Regions from separate parts of the Ovis aries genome. Here region 1 is linked to region 2. The links are chromatin contacts, called in public Hi-C maps. All regions are on one chromosome and are shown on one strand. The core of a region is the stretch at or near the end of the contact, and the rest is flanking DNA. Distances in the headings are between cores, read along the strand shown. Region 1 overlaps THADA (THADA armadillo repeat containing). Region 2 overlaps THADA (THADA armadillo repeat containing).

Region 1 (3,675 bases), core at 917-3,416, 180 kb after region 2:
AATGCGGGCGGTGAATTTTCTAGTTCTTCACTATGGTGAAGTACTGGGCTGGAATCAGCTGTGCTCTTTGGAACTGCAGCCCATATCTACCCACCGCCCCCCAAACCCTGTGAACCCCTATGAAAGTCATAGCTTAGGAGTGTGGTTCTCTGCTGGGGGACAGAGCGGAATTACCTGTTGGCTAATTTCAAACCAACCGAATTTGGAGTCTACAAAGATGGGATTGGGGCCGTCCGAATCAGAGCCTACAAAGATGGGATCGGGGTATGTGTGGTTTTAATAACTTCTGGTTAAGAGCCATCACCTGAAGACAGTGGTTTTCGAAGTACCTGGCATCAGCAGCAGCATCACCTGGGAACTCGTTGGAAATGCAGATTCCTGGTACCCGCCCCAACCATCCTGGATCAGAAACTTTGGGGGTGAGGCCCAAGCAGTGCTTTGTGGTTTAACAAGCCCTCCAGGTGGTTCTGATGTTCACTCAAGTTTGAGAAACTCTGCTTTAGGACCCTTCTTTGGGTCTTTCTGCAGAACAAGAGTATTTCTAACCAGCGGTTTGGAGAAAACACCTACATGAATGTCATCTGATAGTATCCTAGCTTGTCACTCTGACGGAACCTCCCCCCGCTGCTCCTCTGTTGACAGGTTAATTCAGTGAAGCATCTGCCTGCCTCTCTTTATCTATTCTCTCCCAGCTCTCCCCCCACAGCAACTGCCCTTTCCTCTTCCAGGCAGGCACCTCTGGGCAGCCTCAGTGCCCATCTTAAATTGTGTTCCCTCCTGAAAGCTCCCCATCGCCTTTTTTTTTTTTTTTACTTCTTCTAATAGAAAGTAAGTGTACATTGCGTTCCTTTTGGTCATTCTTATGGCTTTTGTATTTCCTTTACCTACTATTTCCTGTGTGACCGTAGGCAAGTAACTTGACCTCTGTTTCCTGTAAAATACCGAGGAATCATAATAGTGCCTATTTCATTAAATGAGTTAGTACTTATTAAAGTGCTTAGACTAATACTCAACGAGTGTCAACTCTAAGAAGACAAAGATTCAGTTGTGTCCAGCTCTTTGTGACCCCACAGACTATAGCCCATCAGGCTCCTCTGCCATTTCCTTCTCCAGGGGATCTTCCCGACCCACAGTTGAACCTGGGTCTCCCACATTCCAGGCAGATTCTTGACCATCTGAGCCACCAATTCTAAATGTAATTATTGTTCACTCATTAAAAGATGGGTATGTGATATTTTATAGTGCCTGGCACATTAATACTCAACAGTTACCAGCCCTTCCCTAGTGATTTTAGGGCACCAAGCATTTTGCCATTTTAGTAGTTGTTTTATCTTCCCATCAGTTTTGAAGCTTTTTGGCAGCAGGTAAAATACATCTTCTCCCTTTCTCTTCCTTACTTCATCCTTTCTCTCCTCCATGACTGCAGCAGTTGTTCGGCTTGTCTCTTTGCTTCTAATATTGCCCTCTCAGCAATAAAAACAGTTCAGTGAACATGCTCACTTGATCTTGTTGCTTAAAATAACCCCTCAGTGGCATCCCCTTGGCTGCAGAAGAGTGTGTAGGTTCCTTCACGTGGCCTAGGAGGTTCTCTGCATCCTGACCGCATTGCTTCTCTAGTCACTGTGTTCCCCACCTTGAATTCTGTGCTGAGATCAAATTGCCTATCATTCCCCACATGGTCCATTCCATGTTATGCCTTTGAACCTTTGGTGGTTCCAATGCATTTTCCTCTTTCTTCCTCTTTAAGACTTCCACTACTAGATTGGAATCACCTAGTCATTCATTTCTCTTTCTCCAACTAAATACTAAACTAAACTCTATAAAGGCAGTGTTCTTATTTCACTTAGCACCCAGCACACAGCAAGCAGATAATAAGTATTTGCGATCAGAACTGAGGCTACAAAAAGATTTCGGTGATCTAAAAGGCAAGTTACAAAATTTAACAGGGAGATAAAATTTAACAGGTATCTATTTGGGTTTAAAGCAAACAAACAAAGAAAAGAAGTCTTGATCTGAGTGACTCATCACCGTCAGCAGACCATGTGAAAAAGAAAAGCCTGCAGTTTCAGTTGACTTCATGCTCCACATGAGTCACCGGTGTCATACAACTGCAGCAACCTCATGTCAGAACAGGGAAAGTAGCAGTCCCACTGCTCAGACCACGAGGGAGCCGCGTTCCCTTCTCTGGGGCCCTGCCTGAAGAGGGGGTGAGGCATGTCCAAAGGAAGGGGGCTCAGAATAGTGAGCGAGGGTGGACCCCGTCATCTGGAAACTAGTTGAAGGCAGAAGGACTGTTTCATGTGGAGAACACAGACGGGATACAAGAACTAGTCAGATGCCTAAAGGGCTCTCTGGGGGCCTGATAATGCAGAATTAGGCCACTCAGTGGAAACTCCAAAAAGAACTTTGTGACAGTTAGATCTACTAAACAGTGAAACAGTCTGTCTCGTGAGCTCCAAGTCCCTGTTGGGTTCCACCAAGAGCCTCTGAGAAAAGGTGCTGTTGAGGGGATCTAGCCCCTGCAGGGAGCTTGGACTAGACGTCCTTTTATCCTGCTCAGCTTTGAGACTTGGTGATACAAGAGGTCACGGAGTTTGTATGTATTGGATGTTAGGGAAAGGTACCAGGAATGCATTTTCTGATACAAATGCCTTCTGTGACCCTGGGGTGGCGCGGAAGGAATTATTTTACCTGAATAGAAAGTACTTCAGGGCCAGAATTCTGAATCGTAGTGGCCTCGTCACTTCATACATGGTTTATATGAAATCTACTCAGGAAGGAGGTCTGGTAGTTCTGCCCAGGGTATCCAGAGCCTTGCATATTCTCCCTTGTCCTTTGTGGACCCCTGAATAAAGTGATCATCTCTTTTAATTTGCCTTTCTGTTTTTTTAGTTCTGGAGCATCTTGGCTTCTGGGAGGAAATCGGAAGGATCATCTCAGGATCAGAGCTGATAACAGGGTTCCCCTATACCTACACAGTGCCAGGCCTGCCCCAGTATCTCCAGAGCCTCACCAAACTGGCCATTGCTGCAGTGTGGGCAGTAGCAGCCCAGGCTGGAGAGCAGAACAGGGATGTTCCCATCTCCTTCTCTCAGCTGTTGGAGTCTTCCTTCCCTGAAGTGCGCCTGCTCACGCTGGAAGCCCTGCTGGAGAGGTTCTCAACAGCAGCCTCTGCTCTGGGGGAGAAGGGACTGCCGCCCTTACTGTGGAATATGGGAGGGACATTCTTGACATTGGTGCTGAAGGAAAATCACCCAGAATGCCTCTGCAAGGTAAAGTCTTGTGTACTGATGGGTACACTTTCCTCTCCCCACACTCTTTGGCGAGCCCCACTCGAGTAGGAAAGTCATGAGGTGGGACTGGGTGTGGCATCTCCAGGATAGGAAGGAGATTCAGCATCCAAAGGGCAAGGACTCTCTTTGCACAATGCTTGGCGTGGCTTCGTGCCTTAAAGGGCACTAAGAAAAGTGTTTGATGATAATGGTATTGCCAACAGAGATTAACCAAAGACAGAGATTGAGAGAGTAAGCCACTCAGTGCCCAAGGAGACAGAGCGTTGAAAGTTGGCTGTAGAATGTGCTAACGGGTGAGTCTCTGCTGACATGGCGCTTTAGGGGCAGATGGTGACCTGAAAGCACAATCAGAAGGAGAGGGCACTGGGAGTTCCCTGGTGGT
Region 2 (3,912 bases), core at 1,212-3,711:
ATCAGTGTGCAAAAATCAGATGTATTTCTGTACACTCAGTTCAGTTCAGTTCAGTGACTCAGTTGTGTCCGATTCTTTGCAACTCCATGAATCGCAGCACGCCAGGCCTCCCTGTCCATCACCATCTCCCGAAGTTCACTCAGACTACCAATAAATAATCAAAAATGAAGTTAAGAAAACATGTATTTATAGTAACATCAAAAATAAAATATTTAGGAATAGTGTAACAAAAGAAGTAAAAGATTTATTTGTGCAATGAAACTTACAAACCATTGTTTAAAGAAATTAAAGAAGGCCTCAGTAAATGGGAAGATTTAGCAGCATTCAGGAATACAAGTCAAAAGCATCAGGAAAATACAAGTCAAAACCTTAGTGAGCTGTCCATTTCATATCCAGTAGGATAGCTATAATTTAAAAGATGAACAATACCAATTATTGTGGAAGATTTGGAGAACTGGTGAAAATGAAATCCTCTTATACTGCTGGTAAGAGCGTAAATCATGCTGCCACTTTGGCAGTTTCTCAAAAGGTTAACATAAAGTTACCACGTGGCCCAGCAGGTTCATTTCTTGGTGTATACCCGAGAAAAGTGAAAACACATTCACACATAAACTTGTACACGGGTGTTCATAGCACCATTATCCATAATAGACGAAAAGTGGAAACAACCCAGTGCTCATCAAATGATAAGCAGATTTTTTTAATGTAGTATATCCATAAAGTGGAATATTATTCAGTCATAAGAAGGAATGGCATACTGACAAATGCTACAACACGGGTGAGCCTTGAGAATGAAAGCCACATACAGAAGGTTGGAGGAATGTGTGAGATGTCCAGAACAGGCAAATCCATAGGGACAGAAAGTCTTGCCTAGAGTGGGAAGACGGGAAATGACTGTTAATGTATATAGAGTTTCATTTTGGAGTCATGAAAATGTTCTGGAGTTAAGTAGTGGTGATCATTTCTACTTTGTGAATATAGTAAAATTACTGAAGAGTACCCTTTAAGATAAGTGAATTTTATGATATATGAATTATATCTCAATAAAAGGATCATTTTTTAAATGTCTTATAAGTTTATCTTTTGGTCACCTTTGGAGATTACTGTGGCATGAACTCATTATTCTGCAAACTGGTAAATTTATGGAAATAATTCTGTATTAACTGATAACAGAATGACCAAATAGCTCACTAGGGAAAGCTTTTTTTTTTTTTTTTAATGGTAGTTTTTCTAAAAACTGTAACTAATTAATGGTAGAACACCACTAATTTGCTGTATCTACTGGAAAAATTAATGATAGTCATTGGCCACTAATGAGGGAACTTGATGGTGAATGGATCAGGATGGTAATCCTTCTGATCCATCTTAACATTACTCAAAGACATTATGTGTCTCCTGCCTTCAGCCTGTTGAATCAAACAAGGGAGTTTTCCTTCTGCAGGCCCTCATTCAGTCTGTAAAACAGTCCTCTATGGTTTTGATAAAGTGTGCCTCCTCAGGCTTCCCCTTTCCTCTCCAGGCAGTCCTGTTTTAACTTTACTGCCTCTGGCAGTCTTTGTCAGAAAGTTTGGTTTAGGGCAAGATGAAGTTTGTGTATTGATTTTTCTTTTCGTTTTATGCTTTTGTGTGATTCTTTAAAAAAAACAACCACCAACTTTTAATTTTATATTGGTGTGTAACCTGCTAACAATTTTGTGGTAGTTTCAGGAGCACAACAGAGCGACTCAGCCATGCATATACATGTATCTATTCTCCCCCAAACTCCCTTCCCATCGAGGCTGCAGCATAACATTGAGCAGAGTCCCCTGTGCTACACAGTAGGTCCTTTTTGGTTGTTACTTTTAAATATAGCAGTGTGTACCTGTCCATCTCAAGGTGATAGGGTCATGGATGACTTTACTAAGTCATCTTCAACCTAAGGAGTCTTTGGGAACCAAGTCCATAGACTAGGTGAGAGGTAAGACCTGAGCTAGGTCAGAGGGGATGTCAGTAGAGTACCAGGACAGAGTGACTTGTTTGGAGATATCAGGGATTTCATTAATGTTTGTTAACTGTGGAATGGATGTAAGTGAGCTTGTCCAATTTTAGAGTTTCATTGCAATTAAGGTATGAATTGTGCCGGTGTATCTGTGGTCCATTTCAAGAGTTACCGCACATAAATTGAGTCAGTCATGTGCTTCTGGAGGAGAGGTTACACACTGGTGGCTGATATGTCAAATCTGGCCCACAACTGTGTTTTATTTGGCTCCCGCAATACGGTTTTTTTTTTTTTCTTTAATTTATTGCCAACATTTCAAAATAGAATTCACATAAAACTTAGGGTTTCTGGCTTCTGTTGAAAAAGCAGAAGATCTGGCAACACCGGGCTTACATTTTCCTCAGGGCATTAGCTTCAGCTTCAGCTTAATAGTGCCTGCCTTAGACCCAGTCCTCTGCCGCCTGTGTAACTCACTGCCTTTGTGGGCGTTTGAGTGTGTGATCCTTACTGCAGTAGTTTCGGGAAGCTGTTTTCTAAATCCTACATTGTTACTGTCAGCTACCTTTCTTCTTACATTGCTATTTTAACACACTGTATAACTCCTGTCTAATTAGAATATGAGCTCTGTGTTAGCAGTAAGTGTGTGTCTTCTATTTCTGGATATTCTCCATGGTGCTAGTATACGGCCTTACATACTTAGGAAAGTCAGTACATATTTATACATCTCTACTCAGATTTGGCAAGGTAATTGAGGAAGCCCAATATCCCTGGTATAGGGCTTCCCTTGTGGCTCAGCTGGTAAAGAATCTGCCTGCAATGCAGGAGGCCTGGATTCGATCCCTGGGCTGGGAAGATCCCCTGGAGAAGGAAAAGGCTACCCACTGCAGTATTCTGGCCTGGAGAATTTCATGGACTATATAGTTGATGGGGTTGCTATAAAGAGTCAGACACGTCTGAGTCAGACATGACTGACCGACTTTCACCTTCAATGTCCCTGGTGGCTCAGATGGTAAGGAGTCCGCCTGCAGTGCAGGAGACCTGGGTTGATCCCTGGGTTGGGAAGTCCCTTGGAAGAGGGCATGGCAACCCACTCCAGTATTCTTGTCTGGAGAATCCCCATGGTTAGGAAAGCCTGGTGGGCTACAGTCCATGGAGTCCCAAAGAGTCAGACACTACTGAGCAACTAAGCACAGCACAATATGCCTTGATACTCAAGACATTTTTATGACATAGGAAACTGTCTTGATACATTGGTTGGGAAGCAGATTAGTATTTTATTGGCCATATTAATAATGTGGATCCATTGAGTTAGATCTGATAAGTATTTTCTCATAGGTAAATGATTGTAGAAAATAAAAGGAAAGAGCTAAGCTCTTTCTTGGGATATTCATCAGAAATGATGTAGAAAAATGAATTTATTGGTTTTGTTTTTTTAAAAATGGTTACTTGATGATACAGGTACAAAGAGATAATGCAACAGTTGGTGGTTGTAAAGAAGTACAGGAAAAAGCTGTGTTATGTACATGTGGTTGGATTGTTGAGCTCAGTTTAAGAGGAAGTCCTTCATAGTAATGAAGTAATTGCTATAAAGTTATTGAAAATTGTCTTATTTTATGAACACAACTCTATCTTCTTTAGCCACACACTAGGCAATCGGGTAATGGTTTTGAACATTGTAAATGTCTGAACATTGTAAATGTTGGTTTCATGCCATGAATATTTCTTAACTTGTACTGTGTATTTTTACACAGGTGAGAAATTCATCCACGCTTCTCTTCAGTACCTTGATCACAAGAATATTTGGAGTTAAAAGGGGAAAGGATGAACTTTCCAAAAAAAATAGGTAAGCTTCATCTAATGCTAACTTTATTTTTTACAAAATATCATTCTGGCCAAAAATAATTTTTAGAATTTTGCTTACTTTTATAGATTGA

What was found. Hi-C and Micro-C count contacts between places; a contact is called where the count stands out from the background.
Region 1: a contact with region 2 is called in a Hi-C map of tail adipose tissue, with 4 times the contacts expected there. The contact joins two enhancer-like sites. A contact is called at or near these places in 2 of 16 Hi-C or Micro-C datasets (mixed tissues and tail adipose tissue).

The regions. Positions count from the first base shown.
Region 1 is chr3:80,922,700-80,926,374 of ARS-UI_Ramb_v3.0, forward strand. It overlaps THADA (THADA armadillo repeat containing), which reads left to right. Exons shown (of 38, transcript XM_060412225.1): 32 at 2,893-3,272. Among named protein-coding and RNA genes, the nearest start is that of ZFP36L2, 61 kb to the right of the region's middle. Within about 2 kb of position 2,167, at least 16 of the 54 cell types and tissues checked have an H3K27ac peak or open chromatin away from gene starts, as enhancers often do. A contact at or near this core is called in tail adipose tissue, where this site is marked.
Region 2 is chr3:80,743,345-80,747,256 of ARS-UI_Ramb_v3.0, forward strand. THADA (THADA armadillo repeat containing) reads left to right here. Exons shown (of 38, transcript XM_060412225.1): 26 at 3,730-3,821. Among named protein-coding and RNA genes, the nearest start is that of THADA, 92 kb to the left of the region's middle. Within about 2 kb of position 2,462, at least 12 of the 54 cell types and tissues checked have an H3K27ac peak or open chromatin away from gene starts, as enhancers often do. A contact at or near this core is called in tail adipose tissue, where this site is marked.